Regions from separate parts of the Columba livia genome. Here region 2 is linked to region 1. The links are chromatin contacts, called in public Hi-C maps. All regions are on one chromosome and are shown on one strand. Each heading gives the region's core, a stretch centred on a gene start, on an enhancer-like site or on the middle of the called end of the contact. The rest is flanking DNA. Distances are from core to core; before and after follow the strand shown.

Region 1 (5,131 bases), core at 292-2,791:
ACCCTGCACGGCTAAGCACAGCAGTGCTGGTTTTGTACCTCCCTGCAATGACAATTCCAATGGAGGATTGCTGAGCAAGGTTACCCAAATGACCGTGCTCTTCATGTGTCCTTCGTAACGCACACAAAACAAGTTTCCAATTCGTTGGTTATTTTGCAGTAAGAAAAATTGTTTAGTTTCATGGTACATCACAATGTTCAATGAGCTTGCCCCTTGGGAATCCAGAGAGCTTTCAAATCTTAATATAGACATCTTTTAAATGAGATCATTAATGTGCATATTTCTAAGTCCAGGGCCAATGCAAACACTTCGATTTTTGCCTGCCAGATTTTCATTTTTGGCTTCATTTGCTTCCCATATATTCAAAGAACCGTACCACATGGAATTCTTTAAAGAATAGATGGGATAACATAATTTTTCAATTGCTCTTGAAAAGGTTTTTAACCACATAAACTATTTCAGGGTTCGCTAAGAAGTTACCATTGCAAATAATGTAATTGTTCCAGACCGAATTCCTTGCATTCCAGAATAACTTTTGAAGCAAAGAGCATGACTGGCTTGGGATTTTCAACCAACCTCTTTATGGTAATGCTTACATGAATGTAAATTTTCTCCAAAAGCTTTCCATTAAAAAGAAAGGACCAAAGCCTACAAACACTTATATCTGCAGAACTAATACTTAATGCTAATGACTCATCAATCTCAACAAAAAGAAAATAAATGTTTAAACATTAGGAAACTCTGAACACTTTTTCATTTTAAACAAATAAAAAAGTGAGAAAAACAGCAGACAAACTCTGGCAAACCAAAAGCAAGCAATAAATTCTGCTTTTCCTCTTCTCTTTTGCTAGAAGGACAAGTCTCTTACTTGCCTTTTGAACGAACCCAGGGTTTGCTGTGGTGATCAGCTGAAGTGCCTCCTTAAAGATGTGTGCAACTCCTGCTTCCCTGGGCTGCACCTGGAGTTAAGAACACACAGTTTTTCAGGGTCACATCTCCACATTCAAACCAAACATGTGATCTCACGGTTTGCCCAATGAAGCAGCCCAAAATCTTCACTGTGTAACACCTACAGGTAGCATCACGTGGGACAGATGAGCTGTTGCACTTGAAATGAGTTCTGCTTGCTCAGGCAGAGGGTCCCCAGTTCTGCAATTTTCTTCCTCTACAAGTGCGGTGGAGTCTTGTCTTGGCAAGCCACAAAGCCACTTCCCAAATCTACCTTGTTACTCAGCTTTCTTGGATAAATTGAATTAAACAGTGGGTGGTTTATGAAATGAACTACACAGGGGAGCAGGGCCTGTAATTCACTGCATACTCCTACCATACATGGCAAATCAAAATTCTTTGTGGCCAGTAAAGCAACACAAATGGGAAACAGCACAACTTCAGAGGGTCTTTTTGATCTCCATTTTTATTCTGTGCTACAGGCCAGCTTCTCATTTCCCACACGTCAGCCTGTTTGCACTGAATTCACACCAGATGTAGACTTGGCTTTGCAAGTCCAGAACTTTAGTTTATCTTTTTAAAGACTCTGGTTTCTGTAGAATCGGTTTAGCTGTCGTATACAACAATAGTATCCTGTACCATTCAAAACTAAACCAATTAGTGCTGTATTTTATTAGTCTCGCTTCCTATGAATACAAAGCCTTTGTGATCATGCTCTTCATAGGTCTGATCACAGCCCTGGCCCCCTCATCATCCATATCGAAGGACTTGCTGGAGTGTGCAGTAACTTCCCCCAAAGCTGAGTAATTTGCTGCAAGTGGTAGTAGAATGTATGTTATTGGGTCTTGTCCTGATGGGGAGTTGGGGCATAGACAGGGTAACTCAACCAGACCTCAGATCTGGGACTCGTTTCACAGATAAAGACAGTGATCATTACATTCTCCAAAGCCTAATGAAAACAAATGCTTCACTTGGGGTTAAAGTGCCCCAATTAAAGAAAAAACCAAACACACAAAACCAACAAAACATAAGCCACACAAAGAAAAAACTTTCTACATGCTCAAAGAAATGTAGGAAAAGTTGCATTTGGACCTTGAACGTTCATAAGCACTGAAGTCAGTCAACCACAAGACAGATCAATTAGGAAAACAGATTTAATTAGTTCTTTTGCTACTTATTTATTCTACTTTCCTCAGGCAAAAAGCAAATACTTCTCTCCTAGATGTGTTATGTAAATTACTTCACTACGCTCTTTGCAACCAAAAAAACCACAGTCCCCCTAAGTTTACTCCTGGTCTCCAGACAGCCACTTACTGCTTGTCACTGGATGTTACTGTTTAAACAAAAGCTGCAAACTTATCTTTTCCAGCAAGCCTGCAAGATTAAATTTCGGGCAGAGTGCAAGGTGACAGCTGCTCCTCCAGCCTATACTAACACAGCAGGAAGCTGCATCTTCCATTAACTTGCGTCTCCTGCTCGTGGTACTGATGCTGAAAACATTCATGTTAGACTTTTAGGCCAAACAGGTTTGATAAAAATGCAGGGGATTCCAGGAGTGTTCTTATTTCTGTAGAAGCTTATTCCAGTCTCTGCCCACCTGCAGCTCTCTCGAGCTGACCCACGCTTCAGTGGATCATTAATACGACCACATTTACAGCACGCGGATTGGAATTCAGGATTTTTGGTCTCTGATGGTTCTGCCACTGCAATAGACCTATTCCTATGACTGCAAACTACCACTAAACTTTGCTTATATCCTTTAATGTTTAGCTGAGTCATGTTAGAAAATCCTTTGAGATGAAGGCTCTAAGAACTACAAGTGTTTGGAATTAAATGGGACATTTGGGGGGGCACAGAGAAGTTGCCCAGTTGTTCCAGGTTCCAAGATATTTTGACTGGATTCTACATAAACCTTTGCATCTGTCAAGTTCAATTACTGTTCAGAAAAAGAAGATAAAAATCATACCTATAAAGCCAGTACAGCATCAGATTGCACAACAATAAGGAAAAAACCCAAAACAAAGTACGAGCCCCTTTAGAGCTTCTCTATTCTTCAAACCACTGTGTAAAACCCATTTAATATTTAACCTCAGCAATTCTGATAAAGATTTTGAAATGTCATTCCAATAGTCAATATTTTGGCCAGGGAAGTGATGGAAGGGTTATGATATTCACCCCTTAATAAGTATTGGTAGGTACAACAGATATCAAGCTGAATATTATCTTACTTTCTGTTTGCAGCAGGAGTGATGCATCAGGGTTTGATCCCAGACTGATCAAAACGTGTGGGAGTTTTGCCTTGACATGAGCAAGATGAAAGTAGTTGTTAATACGGGTGGTACCCATATGAACACACGAGGACAGAGTTTCAAGAGCTCAGTTCCCACAGTGTAAGAGTAGATATTCAAGAGGATTTATGTGTTGAATGCTCATAATGTCCAGCTACTTCTAAGGAGACTAAGCAGGAGCTAAGAAATTTGGAAATGCACCTCAAGTGATAGATACTTAGTCCTTTGATCACTTTGTCACTAAGCCTGCAATTCTGTGAGCCATCAGCAGTTCTGGGTTCTCCACACACCCAAAGCAAGCCCTACATATCTCAAGCTGCGAACACTGAAAAGTTAAATCTTTAGTTTAATCCTGCTATTTATAACAGCAAGGACTGTGAAGATTCACCTCAACCGATCAAAATGAAAAGGAATAATTTTCAAAGGCTCCCTATTTCAAGTTTGTATTTCGATTAACTGAGCAAAAATTTAATATGAAATGCAGAATCCCCTGCCTTGCCATACCACATATTTTGACAGCAAGGCCTGAAAAATTGTGGCACCAAGAGAGACACTGTTTAAAAATGACTGATTTTTAGGGTATGCAAGCCATAAGAAAAACAAGTTGCAACTGATTCTGCCCTTGAAGGTCTTGGTATCTTATTCTTCATTTCAACTCTGCTTTCTGTGAGTTTACATGCATTCAAAGGATATAAATCTACTTTTTTATTGGTAAAAACTTGGAGTTTAGATAAGATTTCCCAGTTAGGTGGATGAATGAATACCCTTGTCCACCAACACAGACCAACGCACCACGAAATTCTGGCTTTTTGTGGGGAAGAGACCTATGGCTGGACAGGCTCCTTCAGCCACCCGTCCTCCCCACCCCTGCTTCACTCTGTGCATTATACAGAACAGGATTGTGTTGGTGTCACTTATACCAGCTCCCTGAACAACATTAACTATAGTTTTAGGCCAGACTGAGAGCAGACATGAGGATGACTTCCCGGCCCAGGAGACCTGACGGGCCTGCAGGCCAGGTGGAGGTGATAGGCGAGGCTGAGGGGACAGGGGAGACTGAGGGGACAGGCCGGGCTGAGGGGACAGGCCGAGCTGAGGGGACAGGCAGTGGCCTGGCCCACGACCGGGCCCCATCTGCTGTTTTTTAGACAGCAGATGAGTTTCCCTGGGAAAGCACTGGGTTAGAGAAGGGCAACAATGTATTCGTAATTATGCATATCTAGGGAATTGTGTGGACTTTTTTTTTTTTTCGTCTTCCATGAGAAAGTGCCAGTCCTCAGGGATTTCAGTATTTCAGTCTACCTTTTCAAATTTTTAATTATGAAGGTGAACCCGGAGTGGCGGGAACCCCCTGGGGCGCCTTCAGCCCCACCAGCCCCTCCGCCATCCCGCTGCCGCCCCGGCCCTGCCCGTCCCGGGCGGAGGCTTCAACCCGGCTCCCGCCGGGGCCGCCCCTGCCTCCCCTCTCGGCCGTTGGGTGACAAAGCTCCTCAGCATGGAGCCGGGCGGCCACAGACTACCCGGGGAAAGCCGCCCTGCCCCGGCCCTCCCAGCGCCGGTGGCGGCAGCCGGTCCCGTGGTCTCACCGTGGGCGCCTGCGCGGCGGCTCCTCCTCCTCCCGCCGGCGGCCGCCGCTGTCAGGATGAGGCGGAGGAGGCGGAGGCCCAGGCCGGCAGCTCCCGTCTCTCGCCGGGGCCCCCTGGCGTAGCGGTTCCCGCTTCGACGCCGCGGCTGGAGGCGGAGGAGGCCGCGGCGGCGCCGCCGCCCGCCCGCCGGAGCCATGGCCCAGCCCGGCCCGAGCTCCTCGACGGACGGTAAAGGGGGAGACGGCCTCGTTCCGCGCTGCAGGGCGGCCGCGGCCTGCCCAGCCCCGGGCTCGCCTGCGGAGCCGCGCC
Region 2 (4,902 bases), core at 1,665-4,164, 170 kb after region 1:
GCCCAAAGCTGGACTCTGCTGCTGACCCCACACAAACTGCTTTCCCTCCCAACCTTGCGCCTCATTACACTGTGTGACACTGTGCACAGCATCCACACCGAGCCCTGCAGCCAACTGCAATCTCCTGCATCGGCCGAGCCTGCCTGCCTCCCCCAAACCCCGTGCTTCTCGGAGCTTTGAGCTGCTGAGCAGACCCACGGACACTCCACCTGCCCAGCATCCACCTGCTCTTCAGGGTAGTAGTGGGTGTGCTCTCTCCAAGCATCTTCCCAAGGCAGAGTTAATTGCACGTATTGATTGCACGTTATCAAAACAACTGCCTTCCACCACTCCAACACAGACACCATCCTCACACTGAGCTCCCCACCAACACGCATCCCTTCCCCTCCATGAGCTTGGCCCCAATTTGCATCGGATTTATCCTCTTTGCCCCTCAACCAGGCAGATATCATCTGGAGACCCAAACCACCCTGCTAACAGTCCCCAGAAGCCATCCAGCATTCTCAGCCTTTTCCTGATGTCTCTTATAAAAGAAGTTTCTCCTTCCCCTGCTGCTGGGTAGCAATAACCCTATAAAGGCTCTTCTAAGGTCAGCACTGACACTGCACAGAAGACTCAGCTTTCACACAGGCTGTTCTTTCCACAGTTCAAGAGCAGCTGGCACAAATGACTGGGTTAATACACCCTTCAGTTCCTTCTGGGAATGAACACCAGCAAGAGGAGATGCTGTGCTCTGGCAGGCAGACCCGTGGCTGAAGTACAGAGCGACATGCTCAGCATAGTGCCACCTTTTCAAACCCAGCCAAGGTCTAAACCACATCAGTACTTGTGGTGACTGCTACCCAAACAGTGCTTCTTCCTCCAGTAAACAGAGCACTGCAGCGCTGCCCTTCCAAATATCTCCTCTGCCACAGTCACTGATGAGATTCCCACTGCAGCCATCCCAAAAGAGCCCATACAGGCAGAGAAATCCCCCAAACCCTTCCCAGCAGAAGCTGTGCCTTGAAAGTCTCGTTAGTGCAAAGACAATTAATTGTATCAGGCAAAGACACTTAGGGCTTAATGAACACTCTAATTAGGGGGCACCAGACATCTGTGCCCCCAGCTGCACAGGTTTTGAAAGCCCTGGCAGAAGTAAAGCAGCAACAGGCTGTGTGAAGCAAACAGGGGCACCTCACTGTTCTCTGGGGCAATACTGGGACAGCCGAGGTCCCCTTGCAGCACAGCTTCAGTAGAGCCTGGATCAGCAGCTCTGGGGAGCTGCCCAGGGAGAATTAGCACCCGCACATATCCCACTCCGACCTGCAAGACACATTCCAAAAGCAAGGAGAAGAAATAGCCAGAGGTAATTGTAGATTGAAGGCACTTCATGCCAGCGAATGCAGCTTGCCTCAAAAAGGAAAACCATCAGGACCCAGTGGCTCAGCACCTACTGTGACTTAAAGCCCAGCCTCACACCGTATCAAACAATAACATGCCTGAACTCCTGGCTGGAATGATAAGAGGCTGGTGCTTATGCTCCTGGTTGCTAAGATCTGGCCTTCTCCAGGCACGAGCTCAGGGAGCAAGCCCGGGAAAGTGATTTATTGCTGTGCCTGGAGATTAATCCTGTTCACACCACACACCCCAGCCCGAGCATAGGGTGCTGCACAGCAAACTGCGCCATGCGCAGGGACATGTCGGAGCGTGGCCTCTCCATGCTCGCTTTGGTTTTTCTCTTCAAGCAACCGAGATAACAGCCCTCTGCTTGCCTTATCCAGTTTTAAAAGCAACACTTCAAAGTCATCCCATGTCAAACGTCAGAACAAATTGAAGCTGCCAGAGATGCCTCACAGGGAGGAAATTAACACATTATGGGAAGTAGCACTGTAAGCTTAACTGGGAACCATAGACTACTGTAAATAAAAAACCAACAGTTTCATATCAAACAAAACCTTTTCCATTAAGCTACAACAACAAGGTAATTTTACCTTCATCAGAACAGCTGAAGAATGTGACATCCCTGCAGGATCAGCAGTTTCCCTTGTTCACAGCATACAGGCCATTGAGAGCTGCAGCTTGTTTTCCTTCAGAGCCAAGGTGAGCAGAAAGGGGAAAATAAGCTGCTCTTCACGCCAGCCTGGCTGCAAGGTGTGTGCTCAGGACAGAGCAGCTCAGACAGCGACAGCCTAAGCACCGACCCGAGAGAAAATCCAAACTCCGAGGAGCTCAGCCTGACCCCCGAGGGCAGCAAGAAGGATCAGGATGCAGTGACAAACCTTCAAGAAGCTCACCACACTCCTTCTCCTCTGCCCTCTCTAAACCTCAAAAAAGAGGGTGAGAAATGACTGGTTTGATGGGTAAACTGCTCAAAAACCCAGTTTTTAGAGATTTTTTTTTTTTTTCTTCATTAATTTTTGGGCTCGGTGAGAGCGCTGGCGCTGCTGCCGCCCGGCACCACGGCACAGCCCCGGCTCTACCCCGCACGGCCGAGCGCAGCCCCGGGGATGCCCGGCCGAGCGCACCCGTACCTGCGACACCCGGAGCGCTTCACCTGCCCGCGGAGACAACCCGCGCGCGTGCGTCCCCCGCCGCGCTGCACCTGTTCTCGGCCCGGGAGGCGCCGCCGCCCCGGGCAGGGCTGCAGGCGGGCGACCCGCGGGGCGGGCAGCGCGGCCTAAGCCGAGCCGGTGCGCTCGGCCGGAGGAGACAATGGCCCCGCGGCCGCGGAGGGGAGCGGAGCGAAGCCCGCCCCGGGCGCACACGCACGCACCCGCCGCCCCGCGCTCACCTGCGCCCGGCGCCGCCCGAGCTCCGAAGCCGCCGCCGATTTTGCAGCGCCCGGCGAAGAAACTCCCCGGGCTCCGCGCGCTCTATCAGCGCCGCCCCCGCGCCAGCCTGCCCCCCCGCCATTGGCCGCGCTGGGTCCTAGAGCCCCCTGCCCGCCGGGTGTAAATACCCGCCCGCGCGCCCGCTCCCATTGGCTAGCGGCGGCCGCGCCTTCCCGGGGCTCGCGCGGCGGCCGTTGGTCGCGGCCGCGCCGTGGGGGGGGGGGGGCGGTGAGGCGGCCGGGCCGGGCACAGCTGGGGTGCAGGAAAACCCTCGTGTTTCCGGGGTGTGTGGCCGTGGGGTGTCCGACCTGAAGCACAGCTGGGCTGCAGGCAGGCTCTTGAGACCGCATCTGGAATGTTGTGTCCGGTTCTGGGCCCCTCAGTTCCAGCAGGACAGGGAACTGCTGGAGAGGGTCCAGCGCAGAGCAACGAAGATGCTGAAGGGAGTGGAGCATCTCCCGTGTGAGGAAAGGCTGAGGGAGCTGGGGCTCTGGAGCTGGACAAGAGGAGACCTCATTCATGGTTATCAATACATAAAGGGTGAGTGTCAGGAGGATGGAGCCAGGCTCTTCTCGGTGACAACCAGTGATAGGACAAGGGGTAATGGGTTCAAACTGGAACACAAGAGGTTCCACTTAAATATGAGAGGAAACTTCTTCATAGAGAGGATGATGGAGCAACTAATTCCACTGCTATCACACAAGGAATTCCTACAAGCAAATACCCTGGGTTTTTTTAATTTATTTGTTTGTTTGTTTGTTTAATTTCCTACAACCAAATACCAAATGTTTTCATGAATCATATTTTTTGCTTTTCTTTTTTTCCCCCTGCTCTCTTTTGCCTGCTTGGCTCATAGTTGACTGTGCCCCTGGGTCGAGGGGTTCCCACGGCAGCCCCGCTCTCAGCTGTGAAGTGTTTCCTGTGGGATTCCTGAGGATGTTGATTTTGTGACGACTGTGGCTGGGCAAGTTGGGCTCTGCTGTGACCCCACTCGTGGTCAGGGTCCCCATTGGGAGATCTTGGCTTTAGCTGGTGAGCAAGAATTGGATTAAATCCACATCCTGACTCAACCCTGACTGCTGCTTCTCCCCACTGTGACATCAAGTGGATAGGAATGCCTGCGCTTGCTTCCAGTGGGTCTCAAATAATCCTCTGCTTTGGGAACAAATTCATCTCTTAATGTGGGGTTCGTACCTCAAAACAACATGTTAATAACGCAGCTTGTGGTTTACTACTAACTTTGTTTCTCATCCCAAAAAACCCTGCTCAGGTTGTCACTGTGTTTAGAGAAGTGAGACACCAATCACTAAAACAGTGAAGTCATCTTGTAAGCCTTGCAAAGACCAGGAACTTTTTTACTTACTCACTCTGTGGGTATGAGTCTTATAGTCAGACATGCCCTCATGCAATTTACCACCTCCACTCAAGTCTATATTTCCTGCAGAAATGTGCTTTGTCACCCTGGTTGTTTGTAGGCAGCTGAGCAGCTCACTACAGATCAACAGGTTTACCCAGGGCTAATGCCCTTTCACTTCCACCTAAAATATTTGCCTCTTCTGTTTGATAGTTTTCAGTCAAAAATACTTCACACTGAAATGTTTTGAACTTTGCTTGAAAACTTTGCCTATAGTTAATCTTTAAATTGGCTAATAAAATAATGGATCCAATTTTATGACCACAGTATACTCTGTCTCCTTATTTATTTTGCAAGGAAGAAAACAAAACCTTTTTTTTTCTTCTTTAACCATCAAGCTAAACATGTGGCACTTCTTTTGTTCTAGACTTGAATATTAAAGAATTGTTACATGCAGTGTAATGATCCCTGTTAGAACGCTAGAAAGAATTGCTCTTTCAGTTCATCAAAGAGCAAATCCAGCAAAGATCCTCCATGAACAGCAAACCTGGGGGCAGAGAAGGGCAACAGCTGGTGACAGGAACCAGCAGGAGGGTAGCAGAGCCTGCCGTATTTTAGCATGACTAACAAATGTGTTTTCTAATTTTTATTATTGGCAATTTATCGGTCCCTTTTGATGTTGTGGGTTGGTTTTTTGTGTGTGTGTGTGTAATTTTGAGTGTTTCTGTGGTTTCAGGT

Evidence for each region. A called contact is a pair of places that touch in the nucleus more often than the background predicts.
Region 2: a contact with region 1 is called in a Hi-C map of liver, with 2.5 times the contacts expected there. The contact joins the promoter of CAMKK1 here to the enhancer-like site in region 1. A contact is called at or near these places in 2 of 2 Hi-C or Micro-C datasets (crop and liver).

Annotation. Positions count from the first base shown.
Region 1 is chr20:7,039,415-7,044,545 of bColLiv1.pat.W.v2, forward strand. It overlaps RABEP1 (rabaptin, RAB GTPase binding effector protein 1), which reads left to right and starts at 4,852. Exons shown (of 17, transcript XM_065037099.1): 1 at 4,852-5,050. The coding sequence starts at 5,017. Within about 2 kb of position 1,542, at least 2 of the 3 cell types and tissues checked have an H3K27ac peak away from gene starts, as active enhancers do.
Region 2 is chr20:7,207,499-7,212,400 of bColLiv1.pat.W.v2, forward strand. It overlaps CAMKK1 (calcium/calmodulin dependent protein kinase kinase 1), which reads right to left and starts at 2,915. Exons shown (of 17, transcript XM_065037103.1): 1 at 2,771-2,915. LOC110358500 (a long non-coding RNA gene) reads left to right here and starts at 3,029. Exons shown (of 2, transcript XR_002412961.2): 1 at 3,029-3,350; 2 at 3,667-4,902.